2 separate regions of the Gossypium hirsutum genome follow, and region 1 is linked to region 2. A link is a contact called in public Hi-C data. All regions are on one chromosome and are shown on one strand. Each heading gives the region's core, a stretch centred on a gene start, on an enhancer-like site or on the middle of the called end of the contact. The rest is flanking DNA. Distances are from core to core; before and after follow the strand shown. Region 1 holds the start of LOC107918425 (kinesin-like protein KIN-7E). Region 2 has its middle 22 kb from the start of LOC107918754.

Region 1 (6,974 bases), core at 2,788-5,287, 630 kb after region 2:
AGGCAACATTGTCAGGCTCAATGATTACAGCATTCCTATTCAAATACGAAAAAATATCCTCAAAAAATTTCACATTGTGAGACACAAAAAACTTATTAGAATCCATATCATATAAATACTAACCCCTTTTTTTCCAAAATGGTACCCAACAAAAACACACTTTCGACTTCGACTAGCAAACTTATCACCCTTAAAACTTTGATTATGAGCAAAACATAAGCAACCAAACACACGAAGATTATCAAACAAATGAGGGATACCAAACAACATTTCATAAGGTGTTTTATTATGAAGAAGAGGTGAAGGAGTTCGATTAATGAGATGAAAAAAGCCAACACACACTTCCCCAAAAAGATATAGGCAAATTTCCCTAGAAATGCAAAGCACAAGCTACATTTAAAATATGTTGATGTTTCTTCTCCACTCTCCCATTTTGTTGAGGAGTACCAATACAAGATGTTTGAAAAATAATGTCATTTGCAATAAAATAATCCTGGAGACAATTAAATTTTTTCTCATTATCACTTTTAACACACTTTATTTGTTGAGAAAATTGACAACCAATCATAGCAATGAATGACATGAAAACTTTGAAAACCTCATTTTTATTAGCTAAAAGATATACCCAAAAAACTCGAGAGAAATCATTAACTAATATTAAAAAATAATGAGATCCATATATGAAGGAGTGTCATAAAACCCCCATAAATCATAATGAACTAACTAAAATATATGAGTGGTTTTCTGTTCACTAATTGGAAAGTTATTTCTAGTTTGTTTAGCACGATGACAAATTTCACATGCTTTATTCAGATGACCTCTAAAGTTACTAACGTTTACGTTAGTTACTTTACTACTTTCTCGGAAGGATGACCTAATCTTCTATGCCAAAGTTCCAAAGAGGATGAAGTTTCAACCAAAACCATTTTGACTATTAAAACTTGCCTAAAGTAGTAAAGTCCATCCCGTCTCTCACCCACTCCAATTAGTTCCCTTGAATGAAGATCCTGAATAGCATATATATTAGTAGAAAATTGGACAAAATAGTTCATATCATTATTCAACAGGGAAACTGAAATTAAATTGTAGTTTAATTTAGAAATGTAAAGAACATATTTTAAGTGAATTTTATCCGTTAGTTTAACCATTCTTTCTTTGGTAGCCAACACTAGTTGGCCATCAGGAAGTCCTACGGAACATGTTACAACATCTCTCACATTCACCGAACACATAAGATCATCTGTAACATGATTTAAACACCTCATATTAATAATCCAATTATTCTTGGGCTTACCATTCAATCGATTGGAAGTTGATTGTTTATTATCGAATACTGTTAGAAGAAACTGTCATTGCTCAGCGATAAAACCAGGAAGTGTCGCCCCCTGACACTTGCGTTGCCCCTGTTGTGTTCTGCGTTGATGTTGCTCCATGGCTGGTATCTACGGTAATAGTGTTAGCTTGTACACTGCCTTTGTTACGAGAAACTTGCTGCGTGGAAGATGTGACACTTGTCTTGCCATTGCGACCATCACTTTTCATCTCCGACTTCCCATTCTTCTTGAGCCACCAATTTGGGTGGCCATGTAAGTAAAAACAGGTAGCCACCTCATGCCTTTTGAAATGGCAATGAGTGCACAACAAGGTCATTTTATCAATACGATCAACTCGACCTTTGTTACAAGCTTCCATGCGCACCGCAAAGCCTAGAATTTTAGGCTTCTTTTCCTTGACCTATGTAAGTTCGCGTACGCATTTCTCTTGAGTAATTTTCTGGAATTCCTGATTCAAGGAAGGCAAAAGGATTTGAGAAAAGTAGTGTAGACCAAATCTAGGCATAATAATCAAAATAGAGACCAAGAAGATATTGATGAAGTCGGTCATGCTCATGACATTGTTCATGCTCATGACATTGTTCATGCATCTTCCTTAAGTTATATAAACATTGTCCACACTTGCAACAAATCAAAGGTTCATGATTATCTAATTCAGCCCACAAAACCTTTAATTTATTGAAATAAATTACAACACTCATAGTATTGGCTTGCTCACAATGACTAATATTTGATTTTAATTGTTGAATACATGGACTGTTGACAATGGAAAAATATTCATGTAAATCATCCCAAAAAGTTTTCACATTATCATAATTGGAAAGCATCGATCTTACCTCTAGATCTATAAGATTGAGAATCCAGGATACAAGTATACAATAGATGGTAACCCAATCATCCTTCGAGCAAGGGAGAACAAGATCTGTAACGGTACCGTCAAGAAATCCAAATTTGTGTCGAGAATACAAAGAGACACGAATAACAAAAGCCCTGTCATCAAAATTATCGAGCTTTAATCGAATAGGAGTAATAAAGTCACCCAGTTGATCTTGAGGACCCAAGAAAAATGGAGAATTAGGTTCAATTTTAGATGGTGGCGGTGGAAGAGGAGGAGGAGAAGTCTCGCCGCCAGCCATTTAGAATGATAAAAAAATTTTGTATCAGAAACTTTGCTCTGATGCCATGAAAAGAATAAATTAATCTCTTGAATTTTATTGATAAAACTCAACGGTACATATATATCTATACAATCATAGTTACGTAGGAATCAAATTACTAAAATATAATATCCCATAATAATATCTTATAATATCCTATTAGGAATCAATTTGCTAAGAGTTAATATCCTATAATATCCTATTAGGAATCAATTTGCTAAAAGATAATATCCCATAATATCTTAACATGGGAAAAAATCGACTAATAGGGAGGAAAAAGATCGATTTACAAGGACAAAAAATTTTGAAAAATACAGGCCAAAAAAAGGTACAACAATTTAAAAGCATAGAAAGAACTAACCTTAATGGATGAAATCATCTTGCAAATGAATCTCCATAGTTGTTTTTTGTAGATTCACCTTGGATTTTTTTTTTTTAGATTTACTTTGGACTTTGGACTTTGGAGATGAAAGGCAAAATAGAAGAATGGAAACTACTGATATATTAACACTCCTGTTAGGTTTGAGAGCATGTGGCAAAGGGAGTAATTTTTGAGTAAGCATGGTCAAATATGTCATTCCACATATCTCATTCCCAATCAGCCGTGAAAAGCGTTGCCCATCCCAACATTTTTTGTTTTGGAAATTTTAGCTCAACAAACTCTTACACACCTTCATTCACCAAACACTACAATTAGAGGGTTTGATTATTCAATCCTCCATTTGTGCCCAAACAGCTAAAAAAATCCAAAACTCTATCGAACACCCCAAAAGGAATTTTGACATTAGTCTAAATTCCCCACCTTAGTCCTTTTACTGTTCAAACTTTTAAAATTAATCTTTATGCTTTTTTAATAAGGGTACAAGGTATAGGTTGTTTAAGAATTGTACTCAAGATCATTGTTAATTAAAGACCTGCACACAAATATTTTATTATTTCACATGTGGTTTAATTGACTTGTCCTTATGTTTTTAATTTAATAAATTTAGTCCTCTACTTGTTTGATTTAAAAACTAAAGTTCAATTGATAATACTATTAATTATTTTTCTTCAAATTTGAAAATGTGTTATTGATTTAGCTTTAAATTTTAAATCATGCCCTTAATTTAGAATATCACATATTTAAATTTAACTAAATTTCATTAAAAATTTTATCAATTGGATTTTAGTTTTTAAATCAAATAAGTACATGGACTAAATTTGTATAGTTAAAAATAGAAAGCCTAAGTTTCAAATATTCACAAGTATAGGGACTGAGAGCATAATTAAACCTTTGATGTTTAACAATATAGCGGTCGATTGAACGGTGCATCGCGATGGAAAGTTACATTAACTGACAAGAAAACTTAAAGACCACGTGGCGAGACACAAGCTTATATCAAAAAGCAAGGGTAAAATAGTAATTGACCTTGCCCCAAACACGCAAGGAAGAGAAAAACTTCAAAAGACGCTCCCCCTTCCCGATCCTGCTGTCCCATTTTTACCCTTGGTTTAAATTGACATTCTCCATTTTATCCTTTCGTTTTTTTCAACTTTATTCGACGCGTAGAGTCATAGCACCTTCGATTTCGCTTCTTCAGTGTTTCTTTTTTGCTCTTCCAAGTCACGTATCTTCTCTTCCCCTTCGATGAATTTTTAGTTTTAAATTTAAATTCATTAAAAATTGACAAGTGGATTGATTTTGTTTTCGTATGTAAGACTGTTGTTTTTTGGGGGGTGATTTTGATTTCTGAATTTAGAAATTGACCATTTAAAGAAATCGTTACTACTTAATACTGCTGGCGTTTTTAAAAAAAATCCAGAAAATTTTGGATTCTTACGTTATTCGAATCAAATTCTATTGTTTATCATTTTTAAACGATTTTTTAGATTTTATTCGGTTAGGATTTTGCAGAGCTCGAGTTTTGAGGTGGAAAGTATACGGTTATGGAATCAGATCAGAGAGCATAATGGAGGGAAATTGAAACTGTTTTGGTACTAAAGTTGGTACTAGTTCTTTTAAACTGAACCGCCATTTTCGTTTCAAGGGAAAAGAAAACAAAACAAACAGAAATGAGAAAATGAGTAAAACTTTTTATTATTATTAATTTATCAGTATAAACTATAAAGTTGAAGATTTTCATTGCTTGACTATTAAGCATAGTTGGTGACCACTAGGGAAAGTTTTCTGCTCTTTCAAGAATTAAAACTTAAAAATTGAGTGTTTTTTTTTTCTTGGGGGGTTAGGAAGAGATCTTTTCATCTTAACTACTAGTTCTCATTGACATTTGTTTTTGTTTTTTAAAAATGGTTAATTTAAGTGATGTTTAACCTTAAAAGTAGAATATAAAAAGCAAATCATTTTCATGTTGGTTAGATAAAAGTCTATAATTAGCTCGTTGTTGCTGATATAATCAGTAATTAGTCTTTATACTTATGGATCGTTTTCTATAGTTAGTTGGATTTTATAATCATGATTAGCTTCTTTTAGCAGATAGGCTTATGGTTGTGAAAGGATTGGCCTAAGCTTTAATATATATTTAGCAACCCCAACAACCTTGAGAACCTGCAAATTCATGGCTCTTTTTTTCACTTAACGCCTAGTAGGGTGAGTAACAAGAAAAGTGGAGTAGGAAAAAGAAAAATGGGGGCAATTGGTGGGGAAGAGTTAAAGCAGGTGGAGAAAGAACAAAAGGCGCAAATGGCAGGTGCTCGAGAGGAGAGGATTCTTGTTGTGGTGAGGTTGAGGCCTTTGAGTGACAAGGAAATTATAGCAAATGAAGTTGCTGATTGGGAATGCATCAATGACAACACTATCCTATATCGGAACACCCTCCGGGAAGGGTCCACATTCCCGTCTGCCTATACATTTGGTAAGCAAATTCTTTCATTTTTCGGGTCAAACCATTTTTTATTCCCTTAAACTAGTGACAGCCAACTCTCAGTTTCTAACTCATATTTTCTGAAGTTAGTATTCTTTTTTTTCTATGATATATTCTTTAATTGTTGAGATCTTGATTTCATTTTGTATTACACACATTCATGGTAAAAGTTGTTTCTGTTATATGCTTGGGATTTGGAAGCAGCTTTGTTCAATAAAGTTTCATATATGAGACTTATGTTGCTGTCTCTTTTTTCTTCCTTTATATGTTAGGAACAGATAGAGTATTTCGGGGTGATTGCTTAACAAAGCAAGTATACGAGGAAGGAGCCAAGGAGGTTGCAGTTTCAGTCGTTAATGGTATTAATTGTAAGTAGTGGTATTGGCAATTAGGCATCTTGGTGTTTCGTCTCTTTTGTTAAACTACTTGGTGAGGAAAAAACAGTTTTTTTCTAACAAATTTTCTTCCTTCTGTTCCACAGCTACTATTTTTGCATATGGGCAAACTAGCAGTGGGAAGACGTATACCATGACTGGAATAACTGAGTATACTGTCGCAGATATATTTGACTACATAAACAGAGTAATGAAAGTTTTGACTCATCTTAGTTCCACCATGTTTTTATGTCTGTTGCATCTTTCCCGTGCCTATTATTTCGAAGTTTTTTTTTACTTACTACTGATGTCATCATTGCAACACAAGGAGAGAGCATTTGTTTTGAAGTTCTCAGCAATTGAGATATACAATGAAGCAATTAGAGACCTCCTAAGCTCCGAAAACACTCAACTTAAGCCGCGTGATGATCCTGAGGTGAATAAGGACATTTCTATTACTTTCAGTTTACTGAGTTATGTTTGATCTAACAAGTTCTTTTCATCAGAGAGGACTCATTGTGGAAAAAGTTATAGAGGAAGTGCTGAGGGACTGGAACCATTTAAAAGAACTCCTATCTATTTGTGAAGGTAAAGTAGTTTAAAGAGTCCTATGTTTACTGAATGATGTTGCACACTTGCACCTTCATTTATAATCATTAACTTTTTAATGCGTTGCAATGTTACAGCTCAAAGAAAGATAGGAGAGACCTCATTGAACGAGAGAAGCTCCAGATCTCATCGAATTATAAGATTGGTACCCTCCTCTTCCCTTCTCTACCTTTTGCTTTAATGCCTAATTGAGAATAGCTTATGTGTAGTGATGTTGAGTTGTTTTTCTTTCCCTTTTAGCTTACTATAATGTGGGTTCTAAATTTTGTAGACAATTGAAAGCTCTGCTCGTGAGTTCTTAGGGAAAGAAAATTCAACAACCCTTGCAGCAAGTGTGGTATGGCTCGTGGAATTTACTTTCACATTTGCATTTCACTGGGTTCTCCTGAAATGGTTAATTCATGCAAAGATGGTATTTGAGTGCAGAATTTTGTTGATTTGGCAGGAAGTGAGCAAGCATCTCAGTCATTATCCACCGAGGCAAGACTGAAAGAGGGTTGCCATATAAATCGTAGTTTACTGACCCTGTCAACTGTTATTCGCAAGCTAAGGTTAATTGGATCATCATATACTTTGAGCGCTCATAGTGTTTTAAATTCAACCATCTGCAAGAGACTTTTATGTATCTAAATTTGTTGT
Region 2 (7,496 bases), core at 1,026-3,525:
TGATTTGAAATGGGAGATTATATAGAAAAGGAAAACTATGCTAAGGATCTATCTGATATGATAGCCAGAAGCAGCATATACATAATTCTGATTTAAGAAAGCAGAACCAGGAAAATATACCTCCTGATTGAAGTTCAATATCAGAAGTTATCTTCAAAGGTAAGTGCCACTGAAACAGAATTTCAGCATCCAAATGACAAGAAGCACTAACATTGAGTTTAATATATATGAATGTGCTCAAAAAGACAAATTCAAATATCATTTATTGGATCATCAAACTTCGGCAGTTGATGCAAAGAATATTTCCAACAAGTATCCCCAGGTAATGGCAGCATAAAACTTTAATAACAAGACAGATTGGCATGCTTACCATTTAATAATGGCAACTCTGAGAGTCAACAGAGAACCACTTCCATGACATGTTTTACATTGTAGTAAGCCACGAGATCCACAAGTTGCACAAGGAATCTTTCCTTTTCCATCACAATTTGTGCATATGCAGAGATATAATCACCAGTGAAAAGTGATTAATGTAAAAGACTCAATACCTAGGAAGAAAAAAGTGTGAGATTAGTAAGAAACTAACTAGAAAATTAAAGGCTGGAATGTTATATATGGGGTTTATTGCCCAGAAATTTCAAACTAGAATACCCATACAGAAGTTGAGGTATGCTAATTAAACACGGTTTCCTGAAATCATTCATGGTTGTAACGTACAATAAAGATAAACCATATGATTCATATGTTTGAACCAGTAGGCAACCATTTTGAAGGATAGTTTAATAAAATAAAGAAGAAACTGCTCACATAGTGTCTGATCCATCTCTGTGAGCAATTAATCCCCGTCCATAGCAAGCAGGGCACTGGGACATCTGATTTTGCTTATAAAATCCAGGTTCCTGGTCCGCATTGCATGTTGGACATGCAATATCTCCTCGTCCTGCACAACCTGCAGATCTTTTTCTTAAACATTAATCCAAAGGCAAAGCTAAGCACTACTGCTATGACATGTATAAATGGTGAAGCAAGAAGCATTAGCGTGACAGGAAAGAGATGCAAAAAACGAAGTAAACGAAACAGCTATTAAGAACCTTAAAAAGGCAAATATTTTGTGTACTAGACAAAATTTAAGATGTAAAAACCTCCAGTATTAATCCCATAGGCCACATTATTTCAGTAGCATTACCTGAACATTTCTCAACGGTCTCGCAACGAGGAATCTTGACTCGTGTTTCCTTATAAGGTACATAGAGAGCAGGGAATTGTGATCTTAGATCCAATTCCCAAAGAACAAGTTCAGGACCTTTATCCTTTCCATCAATGTTGCCACCATGGTAAGGTTCTGTTTCTCTGACTACTTCCCTCTCCTCTAAGAAAGTTTCTAGAGTCCCCACGTAAACATTGCAATCCTCAACAGCATGGATCTTCCATGTTCGAGCAGGACGACTCCCCCAACAGCATCGATGGCCGACATGATCGATGAGCAATTCTCGTATCTCTACCTCGTCCAATAATTGCCTGCATGTACATCACTAATTTAATCAGTGTATGCTACTAGCTGATGTTTAAGCATTCAAGGGTGTTCCAAAAACTATCCTACTTATTATAACAAGGGGTGTTTACCTCCGAAAATCATTGGAGTATGTGCCATAGTCTGTTGTGTAAGGACCTTGATGGAGGATAGCTTCCTCTGGAACAAGTAATTAAATCAGCAAACTGTAAGAGTTCACAACTTACCCAACATTAACAACCCAGTATCCGATATTTAATTCAGGAATGAACAATCTAAAGCAACTCAAATTCTGGACTTCATAACCAAAAAGATAAAACCTTTCCCAGCTTATATTGGAGATACCGTTAGGAAGGGGCTCGGGGGAGTTGATAAAAGGAGCGTGAATGGATGGCGGGTAATGGCCGGAAAATGAAGTGGCTGACCGAATCTCTTTGATACTAACTTCCGCTCCCGCCAAAGAAGTTGTTGGAATCACCGACCCAGTTCTCCCCACGTACTGATACGACCGCAACCTCTCGCTCTCTTCAGTTTCACTTTTTTCTCTTAAAAACCCACTCTTCAGTTTCACTTCTTTTCTCTTAAAAACCCAAGATTTATGAAGGACCGGTCCATCATTACCATTGTAATAGCCCATTTTTGCCCGGCCCATTCAAAATAAGACCAACCCAAATACTCATTACACCAATCCAAAATAGACCCAAATAATAACAGGCCCAATACAAACCCAAATACAATATCGGCCCAATAAGGACCAAGTGTGCAAACCCTAACCTAATCCTAAGCAACAGTTAACAGCAAGTTAGCAGCCGAATAGTCCAGGTGCCACCATCGCCCCCACGTCGCTGCTCCCACGTCACGGTAACCGCCCACGTTCAGCAGCTTCTGCACACGACCTCTCGCCAGTGGTACCTGCAATAAGCCATGAACAGCAAACAATAGGCGATAAACGGGGAAAATAACAACAAAATGAAGAGGGGAGCGTTGGTTTATTATAGGCTATATAAAGCCAATTGTTTTTTTTGTAATGGGGGTTAGCAAATTTTTGTATTGAAAAAAATAAAAAAAAGGAAAATACAAGAGAGAAAATTTTTTTTGAAAGGCGACAGATTTTGGCTTTGTTTTTTTCTGTTCTTTTACTGTTTTTGTTTTTACTTTGTTTTTTTCCTTTTGTTTCTTAAAACAACGAAAATAAACGAAATAACGAGGAAAAAGAGAAGTTTCTTACCAGTAGAGGCGCGCCGTCGGCATTCTTGCTAGTTCTCGGCGTGAGGAGCGGGGAAGGGACTGGTTGCTGTGGCTGCATTTGAAATAGAATAATTTTTAGGGTTTGAAATGGGTTTTATTGGCTGCAAATGAAATGGATTTCAACTTTTAAACATTGATGGGTTATTTTTGTTTTTAATCCTTTCATTTTATCCTATCATTTCAAAACCATTTTTTTTATGTTTTCAAATTTTTCCATGAAATACCGAATCTGTTTTATTTTAGTCCAGTGCTGTGCAGTGTTTTTGGGTAATTTGTTCCTTCGGCCCTCCCCCTGTTACGCGTGTTTTAAATTACTCCCTCTCTTATTTTATTTTCAAATTCAGCTCTCAAATTCTGTTTGGTTTTTTAAATTTAACCCTTAATTTGTTTTTTTAGTTTTTTATTATATTGTCTATATTCTTATTAGTTTATTATTATTATTATTTATTATATCGTATATTATTATTATTATTATTATTATTCTTATATATACATGCGCATATATATGTTAAATATATATGTATATTTTAAGCGTTTTTTTAACTATATACATATATTATATACATATTTTATTATTATTATTTTATTTTCATAGCTTTATATATATGTATATACGTTTATAGTTTATAGTACTTATACATCTTTCATATTTTATAATCTATATATATATATATGTTTATATATCCTTTGTTATATATGTGTATTTTTACATTATTCAAATTATTATAAATATATTTTCCACGTTTTTTTCTTATATATACATATACATATATATATTTATATTTATATAATTTACAAATATATATTTATATATTTTTCTTTTTTTCCTTTTTTCGTAAATGCATGCATGTATTTTATAAATATTTTCTTATTGTTTTATTTTCATGACTTTTGTATTCATATATATATGCACTAACATTTTATAATACATATGCATTTTTTTATATTTTATATCCATACATATTTTCAAAATTTACTTACATATCATTTATATATATACTTTGTAAATACATATACACACATAATTTAAATTAATATATTTGTTTCATATTGCATTGACATTTTAACACATTTTTCAAATACATTTTGATTTTGTCAAAACGTTAATCATTTTTTATGATTCAAAGGTTTTCAAAAATAAAAACGATATTCAAAGTTAGGGATTTTCGAGAAAAATTGAGCCCCAACGTATTGGGTTCCGATTTTCTTTGTTAATTCCAAATAATCGAGAATATTCGTTATTTAAAATATATAAGTAAAAATCATTTTTGGGAACTTAGTTTGTTATGTCCTAACGTATTGGGCATGACATAATTGCTTCCTCGAAATGAAGATTTACTTATAAAGCAAAAGTGATATTCAAAGTTCGAGGATTTTTGAGAAATTGTACCCTAACGTATTGGGTCTCAATTTCTTCGTATGACTTGAATAATTGATTATCCTTTTCAAATTTCAACATTTGATTTTAAAAAAAAACCTTTTTGACTCTCGACATTAAGACATCAAATAATCAATTTGGTACCAATTTTGGACGTTACGAGGGTGCTAACCCTTCCTCGTACGTAACTGACTCCCGAACCAATTTTCTCGAATTTCGTAGACCAAATTTATTTTTAAGGTGAGCCGATTACACCTCAATAAAGGATCGGTGATGACTCCAGTTTTTATTTTTAAAAGTCGACAACTAAATTTTTTGTTTTAAAAAAAATGATTTCGACAACCATGATTTAAAACATCTTAAAATATCAAACGAAAGTGGAAATAGAAGGGAACCATAAACGGGCTTTACCTGAGAGAAGAGGCTGTTCCATAGATTTTCGTTGGCAATTGCAGTGCTGCAATGGTGCAGATAACTGATGATTAATGGGGAAAATTTTCTTGGAAGGAAACTGGAGAACATAAAATAAAAAATGTCATAATCTGTTTTGTGGTAATGAAATGAAGATTGAAGAGTAATTATGTTTTGCCATTACTAATATAGCAACTGTTTTCTTTCTTTGTCTCTTTTTCTTCCTTCAAATAATCAGTTGGATCCACGCGCTATACTCGGGAAGAAAGAAAAACGATTTCTTGGGCCAAAACCCATTGAATATCCGGTTAGACTTGGCCTAATAAAATCGGTACTCAAAGGCCCAATTGTCAAAAGCCTACAACGACAACCCCCCTGTGTTTCGCGTGACCACTTACTCACCCTAATAAAAACAATGTTTTCGGAAGTTGATCATTAAACCAGTAAAATCATTAGTTTTTGATTCAGTTAATCTCACTGGTTGATTTGATTTAATTAAATAAGTTATAAAAATATATATTAAAAAAGATTGATTCAACTAATGTTTTTAGCCTTATTCAATCAGTTTCGAACAGTTTGTGAGTCAATTGATTTGACTTCTATCTCTATATTGATACATTAATTGATACTCAGTCTAACTAATCTAACCAACTAACAAATTCGATCCAATTCAAATAACATTGAAGAAAATGAAAAAATCAATTTGGAATTTTAGTGTTAGGTTTAATTTTATTAAATTTAGTTTGTTTTATAAAATAAAGAGATATGGAGAGAATAAAAAATAAAGAAAATATGAAAGCAATAGAGGATGTAATTTATTGACCAAAAGGGATGATTACAATGCTTCATCAAAGTCTCTATTTATAGGCATAAGAAGTATAAAAGAAGTACAGATTTAATTCTAATAACTATTAGAATTTAAGGCACATTAAAACTTTATCTTGATCATGATGCACATCCACTTAATAAGATATTCATAAAACTCCCCCTTAGATGTCAATTGGTAGATAATGTGCCTCGTTAAAATCTTATTAGGAAAAATCCTGCGGAATAAAAGTCTAATGAAGAAAAAATAGTACTCAATCTATAACACGCATAATATGTTGCCTCATTAAAAATCTTACCAGGAAAACCCAATGGGACAAAACCTCGATTAAAGGAAAAAGAGTTCAACTCGTATTTACTCCCCCTCATGAAAATATAACATATTTTCTCATATTTTACGTATTCAATCTTGAATACTAGTTTTTCAAATGACTATTTGAATGCATTTGCTAAGCATTTATATTACCATTATTTTAAAAGTCATGAGTGAGGGAAATTTGAGGAAATATATTTTGATCTCTTCAGGAGATTCAACAATAATCATAACAAAATTTAATCATGATTCTTTTATAAAAACACAAATAGGTATTTTGGATCATTTTATAATCCTTTTTCAACTATTATTCACTAAGTCAAATTTATCACATATGTTCAAATTATTTCATTTCATATAAATGAACAATTTCTCGAGAATTTCAATATGCTTCTGGCATCCTAAATCCTTCAAGGATTTTAATATAAACTTTACTATATAGTGATTCATAAAAGGTTGTAACAATAACCATTAGACGTAAGTTAAATCTTTTATGAATTGTCAATTTAATAATATATCTAAAGGTTATTGCATCCACCACAAAAAAAATATTATATCTTTTCATAATCAATGGCAAGGCTTAGCAAAAAACTTCATAATTTTATTCCACTTTTGCAAAACTACTTCAATTGCACCCTCACTGGCTTTATAGCTTTAGATATTTGGACTACTGGTCTAAAAACTCCACGAATTTAATGGTACTTGAGTTGCGTCTTTCTATTTTGATCAATTTATTCCACATCTATATTTCACAATAGATTTATTCAAGACCCTCCTTTTATTTCATTATTTCAATAATAATATTTCATGCAAAATCATTATCGATCACTTTCATTATTCGGTTCCACATTTTCTCGAATTGAAATAACTTATCGAGATATCTTATTTTCATTATTTTTAAATTCAGTTTCTGGTATCTGAATCTCTTCTGAAGTTTTACTTATTAGTTATGTCTTGGATCTATTCTAGAGCACCCGCCTCTACTATATGACCATCTAGAAGAATTATCATCTTTGGAACTGATCAATCTATTATTTATTCTAATTGATTGTCCTACTGGGACTTTGATTCAAATTAAAATATTAGATGGTATATAACACTTGGTTATTCTCATTAAGTTTGTAAATACATCTAACAATTAACTTGTAATGAGTTATCCTTATTGAACTTCTGGTTCAAATTACTCTCCTCCTAACTCATTACAAGTTATTATTTCTCTCCCCCTAATGTTGGGAAAACTATTGAATCGAAATTGTAATCACAAATCATGTCATAGATGAATCTCGAATACATTCAAAACATCTAATAATATAAAGAAACTTGTAATTAATATATATTCCCAACTTTTTTTGAGGATTCACTCATCTTTGTGTGTTATGGTTGAGCAACTGTAACATATATGCATATACAAAAATTCAAAGATGAGAAATATTTAGCTCTTGATAAAAAAACTAATTGAAATTGGGAGTTTTTATAACTTATTGGCTTGATGCGTACAACATGTAAATCAACATAATCTCATATTGAAATAGGAAGTTTAGTTCTCATAAGTAATGGTTTAGACATTAATCAGAGGTATTTAATCAATAATTTCTCTAAACTAGTATGCACAAACTTTTACAAAAATTTTTCAAACTCAATCAATAAAATATTGAGATATAAACTCCTCATTATTAGCAAGATGAATTGTCTTAATTGCATGATTTGAAATTAATTATTTAAACAAACAATCTTGCAAACGACAGGCTGCAAATTGATAACACATATGTGATTATTTTGTAGATCCATCTACCAAAATCATATAATATCAA

What was found. Hi-C and Micro-C count contacts between places; a contact is called where the count stands out from the background.
Region 1: a Hi-C map of leaf shows a contact between it and region 2, with 2.4 times the contacts expected there. The contact joins the promoter of LOC107918425 here to the enhancer-like site in region 2. A contact is called at or near these places in 11 of 34 Hi-C or Micro-C datasets (anther, callus, leaf and 1 more).

What each region holds. Positions count from the first base shown.
Region 1 is chrD13:24,091,330-24,098,303 of Gossypium_hirsutum_v2.1, forward strand. LOC107918425 (kinesin-like protein KIN-7E) reads left to right here and starts at 4,038. Exons shown (of 13, transcript XM_041108915.1): 1 at 4,038-5,343; 2 at 5,625-5,720; 3 at 5,834-5,934; 4 at 6,049-6,162; 5 at 6,233-6,314; 6 at 6,413-6,480; 7 at 6,607-6,672; 8 at 6,762-6,886. The coding sequence starts at 5,115.
Region 2 is chrD13:23,467,321-23,474,816 of Gossypium_hirsutum_v2.1, forward strand. It overlaps the pseudogene LOC107920458. Among protein-coding and RNA genes, the nearest start is that of LOC107918754, 22 kb to the left of the region's middle. Within about 2 kb of position 2,276, at least 9 of the 9 cell types and tissues checked have an H3K27ac peak or open chromatin away from gene starts, as enhancers often do. A contact at or near this core is called in leaf, where this site is marked.